Linked DNA regions of Zea mays: region 1 is linked to region 2. Evidence: chromatin contacts called from public Hi-C data. All regions are on one chromosome and are shown on one strand. The core of a region is the stretch at or near the end of the contact, and the rest is flanking DNA. Distances in the headings are between cores, read along the strand shown. Region 1 holds the start of LOC100191264. Region 2 holds the start of LOC100272638.

Evidence for each region. Hi-C and Micro-C count contacts between places; a contact is called where the count stands out from the background.
Region 1: a Hi-C map of ear shows a contact between it and region 2, with 1.7 times the contacts expected there. The contact joins the promoter of LOC100191264 here to the promoter of LOC100272638 in region 2. A contact is called at or near these places in 3 of 25 Hi-C or Micro-C datasets (ear, leaf and tassel).

What each region holds. Positions count from the first base shown.
Region 1 is chr2:185,515,645-185,523,060 of Zm-B73-REFERENCE-NAM-5.0, reverse strand. LOC100191264 reads left to right here and starts at 4,395. Exons shown (of 1, transcript NM_001136698.1): 1 at 4,395-5,679. The coding sequence starts at 5,217. The coding sequence ends at 5,588.
Region 2 is chr2:185,113,023-185,120,366 of Zm-B73-REFERENCE-NAM-5.0, reverse strand. It overlaps LOC100272638, which reads right to left and starts at 3,201. Exons shown (of 7, transcript NM_001353541.1): 1 at 3,116-3,201; 2 at 2,798-3,043; 3 at 2,643-2,698; 4 at 2,484-2,562; 5 at 2,273-2,411; 6 at 2,064-2,177; 7 at 1,185-1,962. The coding sequence starts at 2,988. The coding sequence ends at 1,771. It overlaps LOC109944586, which reads left to right and starts at 4,926. Exons shown (of 1, transcript XM_020549358.1): 1 at 4,926-5,538. The coding sequence starts at 4,933. The coding sequence ends at 5,472.

The DNA of each region.
Region 1 (7,416 bases), core at 3,146-5,645, 400 kb before region 2:
CTGTTAATATAACTTTATTTTCGGCAGTCTGGTCGTCAGCTTGACTGACAACTTTAGAAATTAGTAATTAATAAATAGAGAACTGTTGGAGACCAAACACTTTTTTACTCCTTAAAGTATTCTAGTAACTTTCTAAATCTATAATTTAGGGTGCTAATTTTGCATAACTATTGGAGATGCTAAGGTTCAAATTCCAATGTCACAGTTCACAAGCATTTGCTCCGAGCATGGTGGGGCCAACCAACCCCACCTTCCCCTTCTCCCTTTCACAAATGAACATGTAAGCCCCAATCGAGCAGTTCACCCATAAGATCACCTAAAATACTGTTGTGCATGTAGACTGCACTATTCTTATAGTGGAGTTTGAATATGGGTATGCCTATGACTAAGTTGCTGGAGATAATCTAAGCATTGTTTCATTACTTCACCAATTTCTTTTTTACATATTAACCTATTCATTTTGTTTGTGAATTACTATTAACAACTACCAAGTACATCAAAGGCAAGATATGTACAGGAGTTCTGAGTAGGTTTTGTTTGAATTTGTTTTTCAAAAGGTGATGTTGAAAACAACAAAGTTATGTGGCTTGTAGAATTGATTTTATGTAAATTTGTGCTAAAAAGTTACGTAGAGAAATTGTTATTGTTAAGACACTTGACACATAGGAGGAGATGAATTAGACAATATGTTTTTTAACTAAGACATCTATTCTTTAGCTAGTCAAGATAAATGTAATAAATAAATTATCTACGTGCAACTACAGTTTTGATAAACTATCACAATGGAGACTTGATACCCGATTCTACGAGAATTCATCTATAGGGGACGAGGATGAGGGCAAATTAATCCAAACTGGGATCGAAATTGGGGTCGAGTTCACGGGGACGGAGATGGGGAACCATTCCCATCCCCACATGTACCGCCCCCACAAACTTCTTTTTATCTAAATTAGTTCATCGGTATGCTAAAAATATACTAAAACTCAATACATAGCCTATTATAAAAAACTAAACTTTAAAGTATATGTCTCTTGTAATTTTAAATCTTGTTTGTTCAATTTATATTGATTTGATATAGTTAGTTTGAATTTGTCTCTAATTATTGTATTCTTAACGAGGACGGATCCCCCGTAGAGATAAATTTCCCGATGAGGACGATGATGGGAGAAAAATCTCCCCCATAGCGTTCACGTGGCTATCCATACCCGACCAAGAGTTTGGCCCTTACATTGGCATTCTTATGAGAGGCTACAACAAAACAAAGACTAAAGGAAGTTTTCACATTTTTTTGATATCTCGATAAAAATATCAGAGTTGTTGACAATTTTTTTACATAATAAGGATGCCAACGTAAGGGCTAAGCTCCTAGTGGGGTAACTCTGTGGATAGCCCTTGACCTTCCCCACATGCAAGTTAGGAAAGGGATTATCAATTGGATATAAATGAGTGCGAATGAACCCAGCTTCCTCTATTTATATAATGGATTTAGGATTTTTATTTTTATTTTTTTTGAATTTTTTTAAATGGATGAAATAGCATAGACCAATCCTATGGTGCCATGTCACCAATTGACACTTGCTATCGACCGCTATTAGTCAATGACATTGCTTGTCCCAACACCAGTCAGTACCGACCGACCCGATCCCATTCCCATATGTAGAGAAGTTCTGAGTAGGTTTTGTTTGAATTTGTTTTTCAAAGGTGATGTTGAAAACAACAAAGTTATGTGGCTTGTAGAATTGATTTTATGTAAATTTGTGCTAAAACGGTACATAGAGAAATTGTTATTGTTAAGACACTTGACACATAGGAGGAGATGAATTAGACAATATGTTTTTTTAACTAAGACATCTATTCTTTAGCTAGTCAAGATAAATGTAATAAATAAATTATCTACGTGCAACTACGGTTTTGATAAACTATCGCAATGGAGACTTGATACCCGATTGTACACAGGGAATTCATCTATAGGGGACGAGGATGAGGGTAAATTAATCCAAACTGGGATCGAAATTGGGGCCAGGTTCATGGGGACGGAGATGGGGAACCATTCCTATCCCCACATGTATCGCCCCCACAAACTTCTTTTTATCTAAATTAGTTCATTGGTATGCTAAAAATATACTAAAACTCAATACATAGCCTATTATAAAAAACTAAACTCTAAAGTATATATCTCTTGTAATTTTAAATCTTGTTTGTTCAATTTATATTGATTTGATATAGTTAGTTTGAATTTGTCTCTAATTATTGTATTCTTAACGAGGACGGATTCCCCGTAGAGATAAATTTCCCGATAAGGACGGGGATGGGAGAAAAATCTCCCCCATAGCGTTCACGTGGCTATCCATACCCGACCAAGAGTTTGGCCCTTACGTTGGCATCCTTATGAGAGGCTACAACAAAGACTAAGGGAAGTTTTCACATTTTTTGATATCTCGATAAAAATATCAGAGTCGTCGACAAATTTTTTACATAATAAGGATGCCAACGTAAGGGCTAAGCTCCTGGTGGGGTAACTCCGTGGATAGCCGTTGACCTTCCCCACATGCAAGTTAGGAAAGGGATTATCAATTGGATATAAATGAGTGCGAATGAACCCAGCTTCCTCTATTTATATAATGGATTTAGGATTTTTATTTTTATTTTTTTGAATTTTTTTAAATGGATGAAATAGCATAGACCAATCCTATGGTGCCATGTCACCAATTGACACTTGCTATCGACCGCTATTAGTCAATGACATTGCTTGTCCCAACACCAGTCAGTACCGACCGACCCGATCCCATTCCCATCGTAGCTGCTGTTGTCCGCTGTGACTGATAGACAGCCCAACCGACCAACCAAAACTATCATGCGCCGTTTCCACCACTCGAATCGATATCGAGCACCGGCCACGCCAAGCCAGCGGTTGTTAGGCTCCGCCGTTAGAACTCACCTTACCGGCTTACCGCAATTCTGCCAGATTCTAAATCATAATATTCAAAATTTATGTTGGTATCTGATATCCTGGCTCTGTTGCATTTTGTGCTGCCACTAACTTGTAATATCCTTCAAAGTTTTTTTAGATTTAAGCCGCCGTTTTAGCTAGAGAAATCTTTAAAGCTAGCTAGAGGTACGCCAAAAAAACATCTAGATTAATCTTTTTTATTTACATTCTAGATTGAATGTATTTGCATGCAGCACACACACACCTCCAGCTGTGCCATCATTGGAGGCAAAATAAACAAAGACCGTCTGTCTCTTCACTTTGTCATGTCATTATAAGGTACTAGTTCCCTTTTGATGTGTCTTTCCGACTTTAGCCAACTCGGCCGACGTCGTAAGTGGAAGGCATAGTTTTATAACAAAGAACATAAGATAAAATTAAAGTCGTGTGATGATTTCATATAATACTCAGCATTATATTATAGTGTGTTCTGTCACATTTATTTTTTTTTTAGAAAAAATAATCGAACTGCTCACGGCCTTGTGTCTGGGCCCAACGTGACTCACGACCATTATGCGGGATTCAATCTTAGGCAAGAAATGGACCACAGTGTCTGTATGAAGCTGGGGCAGGATCATGGGCCCTTTTCTCCATGTAAGCCCATCAGCGTAAGCTAGGTCCCATTTGTAGTCAGAATGTTTTTTTTTTCTGATTTGAATTTGTAGTCAGGACTGAAACTGCAGGCTAATAGCGAGTTATTGAGGTCACCGTGGTCTGGTTCATGCTGGCGTGCTATATACTACTTCGGCTTAGGCCCGCAACAGTGTCTACACACCGCAGATATGCTTGTTGGTTCATGGCCGTTCTGATTCCCCGTCATTCTGGTTTCTGTCATTGTGGCGTTCGATGACAGTAGCAGAGACGACGCGTGACGCGCCCTTTTCCGACCTAAGGGCATGTACAGTGGTGTTTAATGTGGGGGCTCTTAATGTGTTTTAGGGGGTTATTTGCAAAAAAATCTTAGAGACGTCTCTCCGTGAAGAGACGCCTCTGGCTCGTAAACCAAGTAACAACAGACGCCTCACTTCCCACTGTACGAATTTGTCGTCTGTTCTATCGATCTGATGCTATACAAATACATTTAATTCTGTATTTATTAATAGACTACGTTTAGAGACACTCCATTGTACAATAGAGTCTCTTAGTTGTCTCTTGTGCTTGGAGAACCGTTTTGGTGTCTCTGCACTGTACATGCTCTAAAACGTGATCCTAGGTTCACATATCTTATCAGAGTTATTAAAACATGACCCCATTTGAAGCGACGTCCGCACTTCACGGGACATTCGCCCATCGCGGATCGACACGTTGACACCGCTCCAGAGGCACGGACGCGAGTCTTTCATCCAATGATGCTGCAAACGCTGAGCAGTTCTGTGTCCCTCCCAATGTTCTCTTCCCTCCCTCCCACGCCCTCCCTCTCCTATCGCGTCCCTGCCTCCTCGATCTCGCCGTCGAGCCTGCGTCCTCGCCGTCGTCCGTGCCAGGCCGGCTCCACCAGCTTTCCTCGTCGTGGCGTCTCCAAGAATCAGTCCTCCTCTCCCCCGCTTCCCCCGCCCCCGGTCGAGCTCCGCCAGCAACCCCTCTACCTGTTCACCCGACGGCGACCTCCGTGGCCGACTTCTCTTCACTCTCGCCTCGCTTGCCACCTCTGCCGAAAGTGTAGTACATCGTCGGGAGGAATATGACGCCATCGGGCTCCTTTAGCGGGGAGGCACTTCTATCTTGGCCTAGGCCTCGTCGTGGCCCCACATCCAGTTGCCACGGGATATGGATTGGGGCGTTGCTTCGCGGCGGCGGCGGAGGCGTTTGCTAGCTGTCGGCGGCATTGGCGCCTGCCACGACCATCGTCAACTGACAGCGACGGTGCGTTCGACGACCGGCAGTAGCCTGCGCTCCACCCAGCCGCGCTTCCTCCTGTGGACATAAATCTACCTCTACTGGGGCACTGGGCTGGTCCCATCTTCCACGCGGCCCTCCCCTCCACTCATGACGACGTCGGGTTCAACGACCGGCATCATCATGCGCTCCAACCAGCCTCGCTTTCTCCCGTGGATACGGATCTACCGCTGCTGGGTGGCCCCAGCTTCTGAGCGGCCCCGCGTGCAGTTGCTGGTGAAGACTGAAGAGGATTTGAGGACGTCACGAGTGAGCTTGCCAAGCCTTGTGCTCGCCGAGCGTGCGGGCGCACGTCTCCACAGCGATCGCATGACGTAGCTGGGGCCGGGACATGGACGTCATCGCGAATCTCATCTCTACGGACAGAGCGGCTGTATGTTCCTACACTTTATTACCTCCTCCCTCCTCCTCTGCATCCCCATCTCGCGCTTTTGGAGCCCTTCGCCTACATTTTCCCCAAATCCATCTTCCTTTGTCCTTATTGGTTTACCTCGCTGCCACCGACTGTCGTCCTCGTGGCCTCATGGGTTGCTCTCAGGGGGCCGTTCGTGACCTAGGATGTGTGAAGTGCTATTGTGGGTACAGGTTTGTTTGGCTAACCAAAGTTGTGTATCTTTGTCCACTACTTTGTGTGTATTTTCCTTCGATTCATGGAACAAGTCCTCGGGTATGTGTTGGAAAGTGGAGAGATGAGTACAAGTAGAATTGTAGACCAACAAAAAGGATACAGGAACATGCTTGCACTTCGCATTTTGTATGGAAATGGCGTGTCTTAATAGAAAATGATGGCACATATAATTGGTAGGTTGGAGAGGAATATTCATTCGTTCCAGAAAGAAATTTCCACTTAATTGCATTTTTTAAAGAATTGAGAGGTATGTAGATTATTATTTTTAGAAAACAACAAACCAACTATTAATCTTCTAGAATATACCGCATAAATAGAATGAGCTATGTTGGTGTGTCAGGATTTGTAGTTTTACACTTGCTATGCTAAATCTATGTTTCTATAGAAATTCATGAGACCTTTCTATATTTTAGAACTTCAAAAATGTTTGAAAATTTTCTGAATTTACAGAAAAATCTTATTTAGTTTCTAAACTGAAATCTGCCTCAATATACAGAAACAATGTACAGGGAGTAAGTAATTTACGTCTAAATCAGCCCAGTATTTTTAAAAAACTTGATGTATATAGGGGTATGCCACAACAATCGAAAATAAGCACAGCTGACACCAACTATACTAGGAGTAAACCTTACCGAGTGAATACCAGACACACACATCTTTTGTATTATGTTCAGAGCGCATGCATCCTAGAAGTGAAGCAATCTTCTTCCTGTCTAGACCTTCCCCTTCTGAAATTGCTCCTCTAATGCTTGATGACATCCATTCAATACAAAAGTTCTAAGTGATACAAGAAGATCGCTCTTTGGTAGTGAACTAAGAAGACGACAATCCTCGATAATCAGAATCCCAAGTGCATAAAAGGAATCCATATCATGCAGCAATTCCAACTCTAAGCATCTTGTAACCATAAGCTCACTAAGGGAGACAAGGCCTTGCAACTCTCTTTGTGATGATAGTGCATCACAAGATTTTATGACCAGTTCCTTCAATCTTGTCTGGTAGACAGCACTAGACAAACACATTACTTGAGGACAACATCTCATATACAAATTTCTTAAGAGATGGCATGTCATTTAAATAGGCCTTCATAGATGGAATTTTAGGGGCCCAAAAAAATGGGGACCATGTTCAATCGAACAGGTTGCACGTGCTTGTGCACGACCCTGTATGAAAACCAATGCTTCTAATCTCTTGAAAATGTGATCCAATCATATTTATAAAGGGCCAACTGTTTTAGTATCCTCAAGTGCCACATGCTTACTGGTGGACAAGGCATCTCAATGATGTCACAATCTATTAGGCACAAAGTATCAAGTGATGAGAGTTTATTCAACTGCTTGGAGAAAGAGGATGGTTTTCTGGTAGCACTGCACTAACTGAAGGCTATTAAGTGAGCATTTGACTTAGGATGATTCTCATTAAGGCCTACTTGAGTTCTCATTAAGGCCTACTTGAGGAGCATACGTGCTGATAACATTGAGAACCAAGTCCCCAATGACCAGTTTGACTAGGATGATTCTATCTCCTAGCCTCCTAACATCTACTACCCCATCTTTAAGGCTCTTATCGATCAAGACGCCTACTCCATTCTTGTTTGCTGCAGTCCCCGTGTACCACAACTTGAAGCTTGTACCTTCCACTTCCTTCGCCTTTCTGTCCTTTCCACTTGGTCTCTTGAACGCATAAAATATTTACCCGTCTCCTCACCGCAACGTCGACTATTTCTCATAACTTACCTGTTAAGGAATCTACGTTCCAACTACCTACATGGACCCTAGTTGGCTCGACTAGCTTCCTTACCCTTCGCACCCGTCGAGGAAGATGCAAAGACCCTTGCTCATTTTCCACTACACCCGGGCACCAATGTAGTGCGCCACTAAGGATGCGACGACCCGATCCTTGC
Region 2 (7,344 bases), core at 1,952-4,451:
TTCTATTTGTTATTTTCACAGGAAATAAATAGAATAAATATGATATGTATTCATGTAAAATATAGAAAACCACATAAAAAATGGAAGTTGTTTTGCTTTTTTTTAACTGATCGTGTCGTCTCTCTCCGCGTAGCAAATGGATCTACATGACCATATCTTGCATGTCTCTGGCCATGTCGTAGTAGCAGGTAATAAAAGACGACCATGCAAAAAGAGTGGAGCGTGCATTGCTTTTTCTTTTTCCTTCGTCCATGCAGCCGGTTGCAAGATCCGTTTTTTTTTTGCTGCGCTTCACACAAGACTGCATGCGGTGTGCGGTCTGCGCTGCGCTATGGAAGGCTGGTTGCTTTGACTGCATGCATGCGCGGCCTCAGAACCAGTCATGCAGTTATCAGGTCATTGTGGATGCATGGAAACCGTATAGCGCTGCATCCTGCATGCATGCGGCCACTTTTTTTCAACTGAAAGCCGTTCGCAATTATCGGCACCACTCTAACCGAGTTCCCCTTTTATCCGTGCGAGGGAGAGAGTGGGGGTCGCGTGTTGGTAGCCTGGCATGCATCCTCGTGCCCCTGCGTAGAGACCGACCGTCATGTTCGATCCCTCGGGCCGGCGAGGCTCCGGCATGGCGCGGGCGTGCCTTCGGCTACGATGTGGCCTCGACGCGGGCACGGCTTCAGGCGCGTGCGCGTGTCCTTCGACATGGGTGCGGCTGACGACGCGAGCTGGCACGCACAGGCGCGACTTCAGGCACGAGTGCGACCTCCGGCGCGGCGCGGCGCGACGTTCCTGTGCGTTATGCATACCAGCATCACGCGATACAGACCAATCGTGTGTGTTCGTGATTGGCAATATGGATTCGACCACTGATTCGCTTTTTTCAGACGAACACATTAACAACAATATATGGTACCGTGTGATTGCGTAGATGGTAAATCGAAGCCTGTCGCGTAGGACAGTTTGGCGAGGCCAGGGACCTGCCAGCTTGACGGAGAGTTGATGCAGATCTGATCCCGCGGCAAGATCGAGGTAGAGCGTGCTGATAACGTATTGAGAACTACGTTACCACGGATCACCAGATCCGCTTCCTTCCCTCCCGTCAGCAGATTAGGCGCGAGAAGATGTAGAGAACCCGTCTCCCTTCCCATAAACACGACAGAGGAAACACACGAGACACTGGATATAGGGTTGGGCCTCTGGCCTCTTTCTCTTCTCTGTATTATGAAGGGGTGTACAGGTTCCTTATATAGAGATATGAGACCCCTCAGGGGCAAAGTCGGTATTTGCCCACATAACCTTAACTAGGGTTACTTAACACGAAGAAGCTGGGTGAATCAGAATGAGTCCTACATGTTGGTAACACAGGCCCAAGTGGTTGATCCGTGACTCAAAAGCCAAAATCCTTTATATGAAGAATGTGCAAACTGTATCCACACCATACTTGAAGTAGAACTGCAAATACTTGGTCATCGGGTGTTGATGTCTTGACAATTTTCCTCAGTGCACTGACATAGATGCAAATGGATCAGTCTTTAACAAATCTTCACCACCTTCAGATTGCCTGTAAGATGGTCTCAAACGTTACTCCCTCCCACACCATGTGTCAGACGAAGGAGTTCAGCCTAGGCTATCAAATAATAGACATATGGTGTTTTCTGTTATAAATGTCGACAAGCTGCTATACTGTGTGCATTCTACGTAGCGTAGGTCGTGATAGGTGCTGAAATCAACTGCTCATTGATATCAGCATGAGTGGAGGCCGGGCTGTTGTCATTCAAGAAGCTTGTTGCACGTGCCAACGCCGATGGCAGCAGCAAGATGCCACGCGGCGTGGATATAGGGAGTCTCCGGGAAGCAGTCGTCGGCGATGAACAGCGCACCTCCCAGCAGAGACGACACCTTGTGCAGGTTATGCGCCATCCTGAGCTCCGGTTCCATCGACGCTCTTCTCGCAAATGAAACCTGCTGGCGGCGTCCATTAGGATAGTTAATAATTAGTGTTGTGTTGTCTTCAGTCAATCTAGCTACAGAAGATACATATACATGTGGATTACATTACTTGCCTCCATGAGTCCAGTGTGGACAGCCGAAACCACCAGTGGCTGAAACGGCAGGAGCAACGCTGAAGCGGCCATGAGCAATCTTGGGTTCTCGTTGCCTACTGCTCTCGACAAACACTGCGTGGAACACGTACATACATAGTTGTTGTTGTCATGAACGACGTGCGAATTAATCCCTCGACTAGTAGCTATCCTCGATGCCGACGACCTACCAGAGTTGTGGTGGCAATCATAGTGTAGTCGGCCCAACGCAGGAGCCTCCGGATTCCTCCTCTGGAAGAATGGTACAGGCTCGACGCTACTCCCATCCCGACCAGGGAGTTGGCGTAGATAGCGGCGTTCAGGTTCTTCCTGCAGCATCGCGCGTTACTTAGTAGACTCCTCGCGCTGTGAGCACGCAAGCAAACAAAGCATATATGTTGCCTTGGAGCCTGCAGTCCAAGAACGATGAAGGGCAGCGAGGTGACGACGTTCGCGACAGTCTCGCCAGCATGCTTGTCACCTGCTCAAAACAGATCGAATAATACGCTTTTATTACTACTGGAAGCCCGAGATTATATGCATGGCAAGTGGTTACCGTACACGTAATGGTGCAGTGGATGGGCTTGAAGCAAGACGGTCTGTGCTGCCATAGCCTTCTGCGGTCACAAGAAGGCATTGCATCAGATCACCAAAGCTAAGAAGGGTGGACTTGTGTATGCGTGGTTAGGTTAGCTACTGCAGATTTTTGCGCTCACCGGATCTGCAACCTCTGCTGTGCCTGTGCTGTACCACCACGGCCACGCTTGTGGTGGTGTTCACAAGCTGCTGGTGACGACGACGCCCCACCGTCGGTCTGTGCCGGATCCGATGGACGGCCGAGCTGCACCCCGTAGAGGCCATCCAAGACGGTCGACGAAGGGTTGTTGCTACCGTTCTCGGCTCCCATCTGTCCTGATCCTGATCCTGTTCTCTGTGTGTGAGCTGATGAAACCACCTGTGCTCTAGCTTGAGACCTGTCAAACTAAGTACACTAAACAATGGGCTATTGCTATGCTAGGGAGGAAGACACGCACCGCGAGATCGCGCGCGCGTGTGGTAGTAGTAGTAGAAGTAGAAACCCACCCAGCTTGCCTCCGCCGCCCACCGGTCGCGGTCGTCGTCGCTGCCTGGCTGTCCGATCGCAAGGAGGGCGGATAAATAGTCATTGGCGTGAGCGTCGCGCCCGGCGCCGGGAGACGCCAAGACATGGGAGCGCAGGATGCCGATTCCGAGGGGATCTTCCCTTCGCACGCAGGACGTCCGCCCGAATATTCTCGCCCGCCGGGGTGTGGGGGCGGGGCGGGGCGGTGCATGGGTGCCAGGCTCATGGCCGCAATTGTGCGACAGGCTAGCTTTGTCGGCCCGTTAAGTAGCGGGCCCAAAGGGTGGGTGGAAGTAACGGAAGTGCGGAGTGTGCAGTGCAGCGTTGCATGCGCCTGCAGGCCGGCAAACCTGGAGCTGTCAGGTCACGCTTGGGCCCTCCCATCGGTAATTGTTGCGACGGCAGAGTGCCAGGCTATCTGCTCCTCGCATGAGCCGTCTGACTCTGACCGACCGACGCCTGCCTCCACGCTCGAGGAGCACGGCTCGCAGGTCGCTTGGCAAGGCATGTCAACAAAAAAAGGTTGCTTGGCTTGGCGTGGTACATACAGTAGTAGTAGTAGGATCTGTGTGTCTGCAACTTTGCGCTGCTCCGAGCTCTGCTCTCACCACGCGCTCTTGCTCCGCACACTTCCGTCAGTGATGCGTGTTTCATTTCAATTCACATGAGCGCCTTTGTCAGACCATCTATCAGAATTATGCCCCGTTTGGTTTAGGGTGACTAAAGTTTAGTGACTAAAGTTTAGTCACTTTTATTCCCTAAATAAGTAAGGCCCTGTTTGGTTCTTTTAGTCACTAGACTAATTTTAGTGACTAAAGTTTAGTCGCTAAAGTACCCTGTGTTGGTTCGAGTGACTAAACCGGACTAAAGAGCATTAATTGTTGTGAATAATTACTGTTTTACCCCTATTGATTAATGGATGTTTACTATAAGAAGAAAGTTGAGAGGGCAAATAAGGTAAAAATACTACTTTAGTCCCTTTTAGTCACCCCTTGGTGACTAAAGAACTAAAGTTTAGTAACTCTATTTTAGTCATCATGTTTGCTTCTTTAGGGACTAAAAGTGACTAAAATTTAGTCACTAAACTTTAGTCACCCATAACCAAACGAGGCCTAAATATGGTGACTAAAGTGAAGTGACTAAACTTTAGTTCTTTAGTCACCAAGGGGTGACTAAAAGATACTAAAGTAGTATTTTTACTTTATTTGCTCTTTCCACTTCCTTCTTATAGCAAACATCCATTAATTAATAGGGGTAAAACAGTCATTATTCACAACAATTAATGCTCTTTAGTCCGGTTTAGTCACTGGAACCAAACATGGTACTTTAGCGACTAAACTTTAGTCACTAAAATTTAGTCTAATGACTAAAGGAACCAAACAGGGCCTTAGTCCTGTAGCCGTGGGAACTTGTCAGAATTACTGTGTAGGTAGGTACTCTGTGGCTATATCCCAGCCGCTCTCCTATCCATCTCATCCAATATTTCAAGCTGCACTGTCATTCTACGGAGCAAAATCTCTTATTTTCCACGATCCAACGTAAGTAAATTACGACTAAGTTTGCGCTGCTCAGCTTCGTGCATGTATTGGATCCCTATCCAACGGTCCAGGGAGGCCAAATTCTTGAGTGCCACATGACCCCAAACCGCCGTCTATTCAGATACGATAAGGCACGCGCCACGGCTGCCGTGCAAACCAAAAGCATACCACAGGGAAGCCGGAAGCCTTCGCCGCCTCCGCGTGTCCGGCGATGGACACCGTCGCCTCATGGCGCCTCCTCTCCCCGCCTCCCTGCCCGCAGCAGCTACCCAAGCGGCAAGCGACCTTCGCGGCCTCGCCACGGCAGCATTCGGCCAGCTCCAGCAGCGCCAAGTTCAGGCTCCTCTGCCACCTCCACCTCCATGACAAGATCGATACACATATAGCTACCAATAATCTTGCATTGGTTTCGTTGCCATTGCCGGCCACCTCACCCATATCGATCTCGCCTACAATTCCTGCCGCGCCGCGGTGTCTGATCGTCCATGCTCTTTGTTCTGTTTCCCGTTTGCTTCTTGGACGAGACGACGAACGCGCAGCCAGCGGCGTCGGTGCAGCAGAGCTCGCAGCTGCAGAGGCTGGCAACGGTGCTACGGTGCGGCGCCGTCTGGGCAGCTGTACGTACAGGAGTGTCCATCACTGCCCGGCCCTGCAGCTTGGTTTGATAATGCTGCCGGCCGGAATCGAACGTGTGATATCGCAAATGCTGTATAATGTACCTAGGTTGAGGCGCCGGCGGCGCTGGCGGTGACCGGGGAGGAGGACATCGACCTCCTAGCGATCCTGCCGCCGATCGCGGTGTTCGCCTTCTTCTACTTCCTCGTCGCTCCTGTGCGTGAGCTTATTACTTGGCTTGGCTCCGATCCTCATGCATGGTTTGCGAGTTCATTATTTTGGACTGCCCCTTTGAGAATTGTTGTTGTTGGTGGTGTGTGTGCAGCCGCTGATCATGAACTGGATGAGGCTGAGGTGGTACAAGCGTGAATTCGTGGAGACGTACCTGCAATTCATGTTCACCTACCTCTTCTACCCAGCGTAAGTGTACCTGCTACGGCGTCCTAAACACATGTTCTGTTTAGGATCAGTTCCAAATGATACTAGTACTGGTACTATATAAACATAAAAAAACATGTTCAAATGTTGATGTGTCCAATGTCAGGACCAATAGAAAACAAATGCCCCGGATCCAGGCACAAACATCTAAAAAGTGTAGCTTTTGGATTACTATAGAATGGCATAGGCTATTCTAGTGCCACTAGTTCTGTAGATTATAATCCAAGTGATATGTTGGTTATAGCCGGACAAGATAAGGCCAGGCTTCTTCCTCAGCTGGCCCAGTTTCTATTGGTCTAGCAGAGTGGAGTTACTTTAGCTTGCATGACCTGCTAAGGGTATATACAACCCTGACACTGTTGTACGGTACTCAAATATAAGACATAAATAAAACACAATGTAATATAGTAAACGTGTCTAAAACATGTGTCTTGCTATTTTCATCGCACCAATCAGAGTATTCAATAAATTAAATTGACCAATCAGCTAGTCCTCTGTGTCGAGCATAAAGTCAAAACACAGTGTCTTCGTAAAACACGTGTCTTGAGTTTTTTTTATATTTACCCCCTTAAACACACTCGAAGACACAGCTCAAGACACTCATTGTACATGCCCCTAATTAGGCTCCAAATTCATGCCATTTTCCAGAAACATTTTGTTTTTGTGTGTGTGTGTCTTACTTTTTTTATTGACATTAACATTTTAAAATGTAATCAAAGTAAGCTTACATTTTGTGTTAGCATGCGTGAACAATAAATATGTGTTATGTTTTGTCACATAATAAACATTTTCTTAAAAAACTCATAACCTAATGATACTAACAAATATTTAAACCAATATTAGAAATTATGACATACAACTTAACTTTAGATATATTTATACATTTTAATTAAAAGTACCATATTAAACTATTAGTATAACTTTAACTACACATATAATTTCTTGATAGGATGATCCAATCATTTTGAGATATGTGGGAGGCCACTAGTGATTATATTTTCCTAGTCCATTAAGATTAATTCGAGTAAAAAGTTAATCTTTATAAGGCTTAAGTATTTAACATTCTGTTGAAGTTAGCACTGCTACCACGTCCGATATTTCACTTCAAGCATTATCACTTATGTTAAGTGACATAGTATATGTTTTAAATTATTGCTTATGGTATTAGTATTTAAGAATGTACTCCATGACCTAAAATTCTTATTTTGAAAACTGCAAAAAGAGAGTTAATAAAATTATAATAAGCACAAGAACTATAATTTAACTTGATGATAAAATTAAAGAATATGTAGCAATTAACAATAGTAAAGGTTGAACAATTAAAACTCAAATTTAGGACTTAGTAAGGTATAACAAGAGCCACTATAGTTGACAGTGTGATTTCAAACTAATTATATATTTAAACAATATAATGCTGCTATGAAAGAAAAATATGAATATCAATAAAAATATAGATAAGCCCTTGCAAAAAATATTAATGAGTTTATAATAAATGTTGTTATGTTAAAAAAGAAAAACATACAATTTAACACGCGGAATTCTTTATTTGTCATTTGTTACAAAAATATTA